Linked DNA regions of Sus scrofa: region 2 is linked to region 1. Evidence: chromatin contacts called from public HiChIP or PLAC-seq data. All regions are on one chromosome and are shown on one strand. The core of a region is the stretch at or near the end of the contact, and the rest is flanking DNA. Distances in the headings are between cores, read along the strand shown. Region 1 holds the start of C7H15orf39. Region 2 holds the start of CLK3 (dual specificity protein kinase CLK3).

Evidence for each region. HiChIP or PLAC-seq counts read pairs in DNA pulled down with a chosen protein or histone mark.
Region 2: an H3K27ac HiChIP or PLAC-seq map of skeletal muscle shows a contact between it and region 1, with 2.6 times the contacts expected there. The contact joins the promoter of CLK3 here to the promoter of C7H15orf39 in region 1. A contact is called at or near these places in 2 of 2 datasets of contacts at active chromatin or transcription factors (alveolar macrophages and skeletal muscle).

What each region holds. Positions count from the first base shown.
Region 1 is chr7:58,387,937-58,392,421 of Sscrofa11.1, forward strand. It overlaps C7H15orf39, which reads right to left and starts at 2,181. Exons shown (of 3, transcript XM_021099036.1): 1 at 1,995-2,181.
Region 2 is chr7:58,907,615-58,912,099 of Sscrofa11.1, forward strand. It overlaps CLK3 (dual specificity protein kinase CLK3), which reads right to left and starts at 2,002. Exons shown (of 13, transcript XM_001927924.7): 1 at 1,897-2,002.

The DNA.
Region 1 (4,485 bases), core at 931-3,430:
ATAGGGGCAATGCCCACCCTCAACCCAGCCTCAGTGCACCAAGGAAGCCAGGCAGCACTCTCAGAAAAAAAGATGGTTCATCTCCTGGCCAGAATCCTTCAACACCTCAGACAGCCTGGAGAAGCGGATGCTTCGGAGAAGACAGAGAAGGACATTAGGGCAACAATACTGATAGCAGTGCCCTATGACAAGGTTCTGCAGCCAAAAGGAACCCCCCCTCCCCTGCCTCACACTGCACAGCAACTTTGCAGAGGTTGTATGGTTTTGGAGGTGCTGAGCCCCCCTGCCCTTGGGGGCCTCTGGATTAATTAAGTGCTGGCTCTAGTCTCACCTCCTCTGCATACTCCTTGGGGCCTGCTCCATACCCACCCCCTTCTCTTCTGGGCTCTGCCCATTGCGTGCCCTTTGCCCGGGAGACTTCCTGAGACACCCCCTTGGGACCCAATCAATAAAGGTGAGGCCATTTGGGACCCTCGAGAGTCTTTGGAGGAGAGACAGGGGCTCTAGGGAGACAGCAGAGGACTATGAAGGGTATGGACTATGCCAGTAGGGGATGGAGAGCCCAGTATATATGCCCTCAAGCAAGGCCCCTCCAGGTTCAAGAAGGTAGCCAAAGTGTAGGGGCCTCCTTCCCTGACACTGATGCATACACAAAAAGGCAAGCAATTGTTTGGGGAAGGGCAGGACCCCAGGGAGCAGGGGTCACATCACACTTTCGGCCACTGAGCTACTTGCTGGTTGAGGTTAGAGCTGGTCTGGGAGGACCAACCTCTGGCAGGGTCCAGAAGACCCCACCAAAGCTGTGCCATCCCTGCCCTAAGCAGCAGGGGGAGTAAACAGTTCTGTGGCCCCATTGCCTCTTCCACCTTTTAAGGGGTCTCCAGGAGGACATCGGGCAAAAGCAGGAAGAAGAGAGGGATCTTGCCCAGCTGTGGCCAGCGCCTGGACTCTCTTAGCAGGCTGAACTAGGCCCCCTTTCCATGTTCTTACACCTCCCCGCAGCTGAGGCTCTGGGCCCTGCCACCGCTCCAACCGTACCTAGGGGCAGCCCAGGCTCCAGGGGAGGGGGAAGGGTCGTGGGATGGGCTCCAGCCCCTTTCCTCTACCTGCCTGGCCCATAACTCTGTGCCTGGGGCCCTCAGCCGACCTGGCTTTGGGGCTACCGCTGCACCCGACCCCGCCAGCTTCCGGGTGTCCTCATGCCCTGCCTGGCGGCGCTGGGGCGCACGTGCACCCCAGGAGGACGACACACAGGCCTCCGCCACCCATGCAAACCCGTGCCTGCAAGTACGTGCCTGATCCATATCTGCACAAACGGCCCGCCAGAACTGCGTTCTCCCCTCACTCGGGCCCCCGCACACGTGTGCACGCAGGCAGGACAGCGCACCGGGCCCCACGGACCGACACCCAAAGACTGGTGAGAGGATCGGGGCAGGGGGGCGGCCTGGCTGCAGAGACCGGGCAGCCACCGCCTCGGGGCGATCTCGCCAGCCTGGGCTGCGGCCAGAGAGTGAGTCAAGCCGTAGCGAGGAAACCGCAGGGCCGTCGCGTCCCAGCAGGGCGCGTCCAGAGCCCCGCGGAGCCTTAGTGCCTGCGGCCCCCCAGGCCAGCCCCCCGCCGGCCTCTCCTCTCCGCCCGCGTAGTCCACGTGAGCCGGGCCCCGCAGGAGGCCCGGGGGCTCGGCCTGAGCTTCACTTAGCCAGCCCCGCACTAGATCAGGCGCTAGGGCCCCGCCGGAGCTCCACGACGCTACCTGCTCCAGGGGCCTCGAACTCCGGGGAAAGTCGGAGCAGCGGCGCGACCCCTGCCCGGCAGCGCTCCCGCCGAGGGTCCGAGGCCGCCAGGAGCCACGCCACTTCGGCCCAGGCCCAGCGCGCTCCATCCCCGGGCCGGCCGGTAGGGGCGCCCTGGGGCAGCGCCACCCGCCCCTTCCCCACGCGCCGCCCGCAAACTCGGCCCAAGTTTCCGCGCCCGCCGAGTGGGCGAGCTCCTACCTGCACAGTGCTGGGCTTCCCGCTGCTGCTGCCTGGGACCGCGGCCGCATTCTCCAGCGCCAGCGAGGCGGAGGGTCCTTGTCCAGCTCGGCCCTGCGCGGGAAGTCGCGGCGAGCACCGAGCCCGGAGCCACCCTCCGAGCTGCCGTTCGCGCCGCCGCCGGGCGCCGTCTGCGGTCCCGGGCGGGGCGGGCTGGGGGCGGGGCGGGGGCGGGGCGGCCCGCGCGGTGGGGGCAGAGCCCGGCCGTGCCTCTGGGAGCCTGCGCTCCCCCGGGCCCTGGGGGTGTGGAGGGCCTGCGTCGGCCAACCCTCCGAGGCCCCGGCCGCGGGCGCTGTGCACTGTCTGAACCCAGCACACTCCGCGAACCATCGCCCCACGCGCCCGTCACACGTCTTCATTCAGTCACTCAGATCATTCATTCATCGCCACTTTTCTAGCTCTGTGACCTTGTGCCCGCCGCTTGACCTCGTTGAGCTTCAGTTTCCTTATTTTAGTCAAACTGGGATTATCTCATTGTGTCCTAAGATTTAGAAGAGGTTATATTAAAATAACTGGCTCTCAGAGTTCCCGACCCGTCTCAGCAGGTAACGAACCCGACTAGGATCCCTGAAGGTGCGGCTTCAATTCCCGGCCTCACTCAGTGGGTTAAGGATCTGGTGTTGCCTTGAGCTGTGGTGTAGGTCGCAGAATCTGCTTGGATCTGGCGTTGCTGTGGCTGTGGCGTGGGCCTGTAGCCGTAGCTCCTGCTCCCATTTGACCCCTAGCCTGGGAACTTCCATATGCCACCAGTGCGGCCCTAAAATAGCTAAAATAAAATATCTGGCTCTCTTGGCCAGTACAGTTGCATTAGGGAGCCGGAGAAGGTCTCCTTAGTCTGTTCCCTCACCGCAATACAGCAGAGAGGGCAAATTCCAGAAAAATATCTCAAAGCTTGTTAGGGCACCATACCTGATGAGGAGGGGGTGATTTCCCCATCCCTGAAGTGAGCCAGGAAGGAGGATGCTGGAAGTTTTGCCAAGTGGCCTCAGTGGGTATCTCTGAACATTTTTGACAAATCTCCCTCAGTAAGACTGGACTAAGCTCCATGTAGCCACATAGGTGGGTTGGGTTGAGCACTCCCAGGCAGGAACGGTGTGTTACCAAGAGAGGGGCTGGAGGGATGGAAGAGCTGTCTCCATTTGCCTTCTCCAGGCCATCTTGGTGGCCATCACCGAGAAGCTGCTGGGTGCTGTTACCTTCTCTGAAAAACCTAGTTCCTTGCATTTCTTGGGCTGCCCAAGGACTGGGGGCAGGTGTATGCAGTGAAGGAGGAAAGGAACAGGTGGACATGCCAAAGGTCAGAACAAGTTCACGGAGCAAAACCACCCAGGCCATCTGCTCAGATCCCAAAGGTCAGGGCCGCCTGAGTCAGAGGGCAGAGCAGGCCTGAGGCTGCAGGTTCCAAGAATAAGGAAGCATCTAGAGCTGCTGGAGCTGAGCAGGAGGGGCTGGGTGCTGCGGAGAGGAAGAGGAAGTGAAGGTCACCTGGGGCAGCAGAGAGGGTATTAATTAGTTGAGATATGAAGGGCCCTTAGAAATTGAGTTTGGAGAAGGAGCTGGGGAGCAGAGGCTCAGAGAAAATTGAGGCTTTCCCAAAGTCACATAGCAGGCTGGGATCAAGAAAATGCATTTGTAAGCTGATGACTTGGAGTCATGGCCAAGCTTCAGCTCACAGGCTGTTCTTCCTCACTTTTTTTTTTTTTTTTTTTTTTTTTTTTTTGTCTTTTTGTCTTTTCTAGGGCCTCACCCATGGCATATGAAGATTCCAAGTCTAGGGGTCTAATCGGAGCTGAAGCTGCTGGCCTAAGCCAGAGCCAGATCCGAGCTGCATCTGCGACCTACATCATAGCTCACAGCAATGCCTGATCCTTAACCCACTGAGCAAGGCCAGGGATCGAACCTGCAACCTCATGGTTCCTAGTCAGATTTGTTAACCACTGAGCCACAACGGGAATTCCAGTTCTTTCTCACACTTGCTCCTCACTAACACTGCCCTCCCCTCCAAGACACCCATTCCCTGGCCTCCACCCTGGTACTGGGGATGGGGAGGGAGGAGGGCAGTGTTCTCTATTTAGGGTCTGGGAGTCTTAGGTTGTGCGATCAGCTGGCCGGTGTTCTCTCCAACTTCTCTGAGCCTGAGTGGGGCCCACCCAGGCCAAAATGAGCCTGGTGAGGCCCAAGGAGGGGCAGTTAAGAATCTGTGGACCCAAAGTTCCCATTGCGGTGCTGCGGAAATGAATCCGTCTAGGAACCACATGGTTGCGGGTTCAATCTCTGGCCTTGCTCAATGGGCTTAGTTTCTAGTATAGGTCGCAGAAGAGGCTCGGATCTGGCGTTGCTGTGGCTGTGATGTAGGCCAGAAGGTATAGCTCCAATTAGACCCCTAGCCTGGGAACCTCCATATGCCATGGGTGCAGCCCTAAAAAGCAAAAAAAAAAAAATCTGTGGACCC
Region 2 (4,485 bases), core at 752-3,251, 520 kb after region 1:
TGGAAGATGCTTCAGTGGCCAGGGCAAAGGGCTTGCCCATCCTCACTGGGCAAAGCACCAGAGCTGGAAGTCACGGGGTCTAGTCCGTATCAGGCTAGACTCCTTCCTGGGACCTAGAAGATTCTTAGTGCACACATGTTCATGTTAGTGGAAAGAGCACAGCTTCAGTCACGCTGATGTCAACATGAATGCTGACATGGCCACTTCTAGCTTGTGCCTTTAGGCAGGTTATTAAACACCTCTACCCTTCAGCTTCCTCTTGCAACAAAGGAACAGTAATCACTTACAGGGTTTATGTCACATCTTAAAGTAACATGCCTAGTACATGCCCTTGGGTCAAATGCCTAGCATGGGTCACAAGAGATACTGAAGGCAGCTTTTCATTAAAAAGTTTCCAAGTAACACCTCTGGGTCTATGTTAAATGCCTTAAAAGCATTAAAGGTAGTTCATAAGTCCCAAGGGAGCAGAGGGGAGAGAGGTATAGGTAGAAAACCCTATACCTAAAGTAAATCCCAGTGCTGCCACTTGGCCTTGTGACCTTATACAAGTCACTCTGGGCCATGGTTACAATATCTGGAAAATGGAGATATGACCACCTCCCAGCCAAGTTGGCAAAGGGAATGACAAATATGAGAGATATAAAGTATCACACGCAAGGCAATCAGAGAGGACATAATCTCCCCTGTTTTAACACATTCTAGGCAGGTGAAATAATGGTAACACCAGATGCCCCTCATAATCCTCCCAGCTAGGGTTCTAGGGCCCATTTCTCCTCAATTATCTCTGATTCTCTGAGACCCCAGCAAACAGGTTGTAAAAGAAAAACAAGGGCCACAATTACGTTCCAGAAGGCTCTGCTTGGCACAATTAAGAAAAAGGTAATGTGAAAGAAACCAGGGCGAGGATGCCAGCTTTTCTCTGAGCACAGGCCTAGCTGTCTTCTCATTTGCTGTTCCTGGCCAGAGAACTGGGTTGACAAGAGCAGCCAGCCAAGTCAGCGGCAGCCCTGCCGGATCCCAGCCACCCCAGCGCCCCATGGTTATTTTTGGCTGACGCTGCCCCAACACTGCAACCTCAAACCTGCCACCTTGCAAGCCGCCACCACCGGGAGAAACGCTCCTCCTTTTCAAGGGCATGGAGGAGGGAAGCTGGAAGGCCGCCAACTCCGCCTCAACGGGGCCCTGGCTCAGGCGATTCCCACCCCAGCTCCACACCAGGACACCCGCACCCGGAACTAAAGCACAGAGACTCCTGGACCATGCAGCAGCCCGGGCATTTGTACTGTCAGCTTGGCTCGGCCCCTCCTCCGGGCTGGAGCGGCTCCATCATCACAACAAAACAATCAGGGGGCCCGCAGCCCTCGCTCGCGTCCTTCCTGACGCCGCGGGTCCCAGAGATCTGAGGCGGGTTCCTGGTAACCGCCGCCAATGGAGGCGAGGGGAGACCTGGGGTGGGGGAGGCGGGCAGGAGGAAAGCCAGCTTGGGCCGGAATCAGACTCCAAGCCGCGCGGAGAGGAGGAGTCTGCCGACCCAGCCTCGAGCCAGGGTTAGGGGAGGGGTCTGAAAGCCCCTCCAGGCTGTCGCAGGTAGGACCCTGACCCCATTCCGCGGGCAGGTATAGGGCCGAAGGTGGATCCCTGCAGGGCCCTCAGGGGCCTCTCACAGGTTCGGACTCGGACGCACAGGATCGAGAGACTGGGGTCTGCTGTGACCGCCCTCTGGGGGAGAAGCGGCAGGTCAGGGGTGAGAGGTCGGGGCCGCGGCCTGAGATGGGCCAAGAGAACGAAAGAGAGCAGACCAAGCCCGAACTAGAAGCCCGGGGACCCACACCCAGCGTACCCGCCCCTCTGACTCAACCCCCCGCTCCTCGTCGCGGGCCAGGGCCCCACACTCACCGTCTCCCAGGCTCCGGCTGAGGCTAGGCCCCACTCCCCGCTCCGAGCGCCTCTTCCGCTTCCGGCTCCGGCCTCCGCCCGTGGCGGGCCCGCCCCTCCCGTGACGCAGCCGTCGGTCGACTGAGCTCGGCGACTTGGCCCCTCTAGCCGTGAACTCGAAGACTCTGGAGGACCCGCCCTGTCCACCTGGGTCGCTGCGGCGGCGGTGGAACCTGGTTCCTGGAGGGCCGAGGGGATGTCCCCAGCCGCGGCCCGCCCCCTGCCGTGTCACGAGGCACGTAGGCCTCAAAGATGCGGCGGGGGGCACCGGTGGACAGGCGCTGAGAGCCGAAAGGTGGAGCCCCGACCCCGCCCAAGCCCGCTTGGCCTTTCCTTTCCTGAGCGCCGGGAGGAGGGCATTGTTTCGCTGTCGCCTCAAGTGAAAACTGGGTAGGCCTTGAGCGCCAGCCCGGCCTCGAGGCCCTGGAGGGCGCTAAAGCCCACGGAGGATCGGGAAGGAGGTTCCCGACTCCCGCTGATGTGAAAGAAGCAAATGAGACCTTATTCATGTGTGGAGGAGCTTTTTAAAGTCATGGCGGCGCGTCCAAGCCCGGTGTATGTGCACTGCAGTTTCTGGGAAGATACTGGAGAGTCACGTCGGCGGGGCCTTTGAAGGGAAAGGGACGGGTTCTGGGGTAAAAGGGGGTCTCGTTTTCCTTGAGCATTCTTGGGCACGGCAGTGAGCAGACCAGAGTTGTTTCTTAGTTCATAACCACCCGCGTCCCACCCCCGCCGAAGAAAAGCCCCGCGGCCCCCCTCACTCCTATTTCTCCCCTGGAGTCACCTGGTGACCTCTCTGCCCCCGCCGCCGGCGCGGGCTCACCGAAGCCCCGGCCACCTACTGCCCCGCTCTTGGTCATAGGGAGATAAGGAGGTCATCTTTTCCAGATGAGAAAACCGAGGTCAGGTCCTTTGGGAGACCTCGCGGTTTATGAGCGTGCACTCCCTGGCCCCCCCCCCCCCCCGGCTCTCGCTGGCGTCGGTCAAAGAGGGCGGGAGCGGCCTCTAATTGCCCCCTAGCCACGCCAGGGCCCAAGAAGGAGGGACACAGCATCCTTCCGGGCCCCGCCCCTCCCGGGGACTGAACTGCGAAGGCTGCAGCATTTCCCCAGCACCGCGTGGGCCTGCTTGTCACCACCCCTTTCCCCAGCCCCGGCCCCGCCTCCGCCCTCGCCGCAGCGAGGGCTGGTCACGCCCCTGACATCCGGCTAGTCTCCCAGCCACTGAGGCGGATTCCAAAAGGAAACGACCCCTCCGGAGTTGCGAGGCCTCTACAGTCTCTAACCTCTAGTTCCCCCTTAAACTGGGGTCTGACGGCATGGCTTGAGCAGGTGCTTAGTACAAATCTCCGTTAGTTCCACCACTCCCACTGCAAGTAAACAACCAAAGCCAAGTTCAAACGGGTTGCTTACTACACTAATGCAGCCTCAAGACCGACTCCCGGTCCCGGTCCAACCAAATGCACCCATTCCCCCCAATATAAATTCCGGAGCCGCTTCTACTGTGTAGTTGGCGACCGAGAGCCCGGCTGTCTCTGCCCCTAAATCCTGCCCCTTTAGGCTCCTGCCTCTGGGGTGGAAGATTCTGAGCAGCCATTTTTGCCTAGGCCTTTGCCCTATGCCAGAGGCCACACCAGCAGGGGTCCATCTAAGGGTTTCATCCATTAAGATGAGGTGGAAGGGCTCTGGTGTCTCCTCCTCCTACAGCTATGTGTTGCCTGCAGTTTCCATGGCTCCTGCAAGCTAGGATCACAACAGCAGCTGAGGGTGGAGGAGCTCAGAGCCCGGAGTCATGACCTGGGCACCAGTCTCTGAGCTGGTAAGTCAGGCCATCTTCCCACCATCCCTCCCACCATCAAGAACACAGGAGTCCCTGCCTCCTAGTAAAGAAACAGAGCTCTCTTTTTCAGAAATAGAATAGGAGCCATCTCCCAGCTCCTTCTCTAAAGTCTGCAGTCCAGCAGCTGTCCTACCTGATACTCTACCTTTAAGCCTCATTCTTCCCTCTTTGTTCCTAAGAGAACTCAGACCTAGATGAAAGAAAGGCAGAGTGTCAAGCACTTGGAAAAAGTGAAGTATGAGTAACTCTCCACCCACAATGCACTCCTCCCCCTCTCTCCTCCAGTGCTGGATGGCTGAGACCTTGGCAGCTGGTGGCCGGGGAGCTCAGGGGCCTGGGCCACCTTTAGAGGAGGACTGCTCCACATCCGCTGCCACTCAGGCCCAAGCTCTATCTCTAGGCCTCAATGCATGTGCCCACCAAGTCTTTGCTATGCGAGTGGAGGACATCAAGGAGATGCCTCTGCCCTGTACCTGCCCTGCCTCCAGCCACCTAAGCACCACAGCAGTTCTGGCCCCCTTGATTTCCCCATTTGCCCCCATGGGCTCCTGGCTCAGCTCACCACTCCCTCCAGCTCCAGCTTCTCTGACCCCCCTCCTTGTCCTGCTGCCCTTGTTCTGTTGCCTTCCACATCCATCTTTGCCTCTTCTAGGGGTAGTTAATTCACTTTTGGGCCTTAGCCCCAAAGTAACCTCTCTGGAAAGCCTTCCT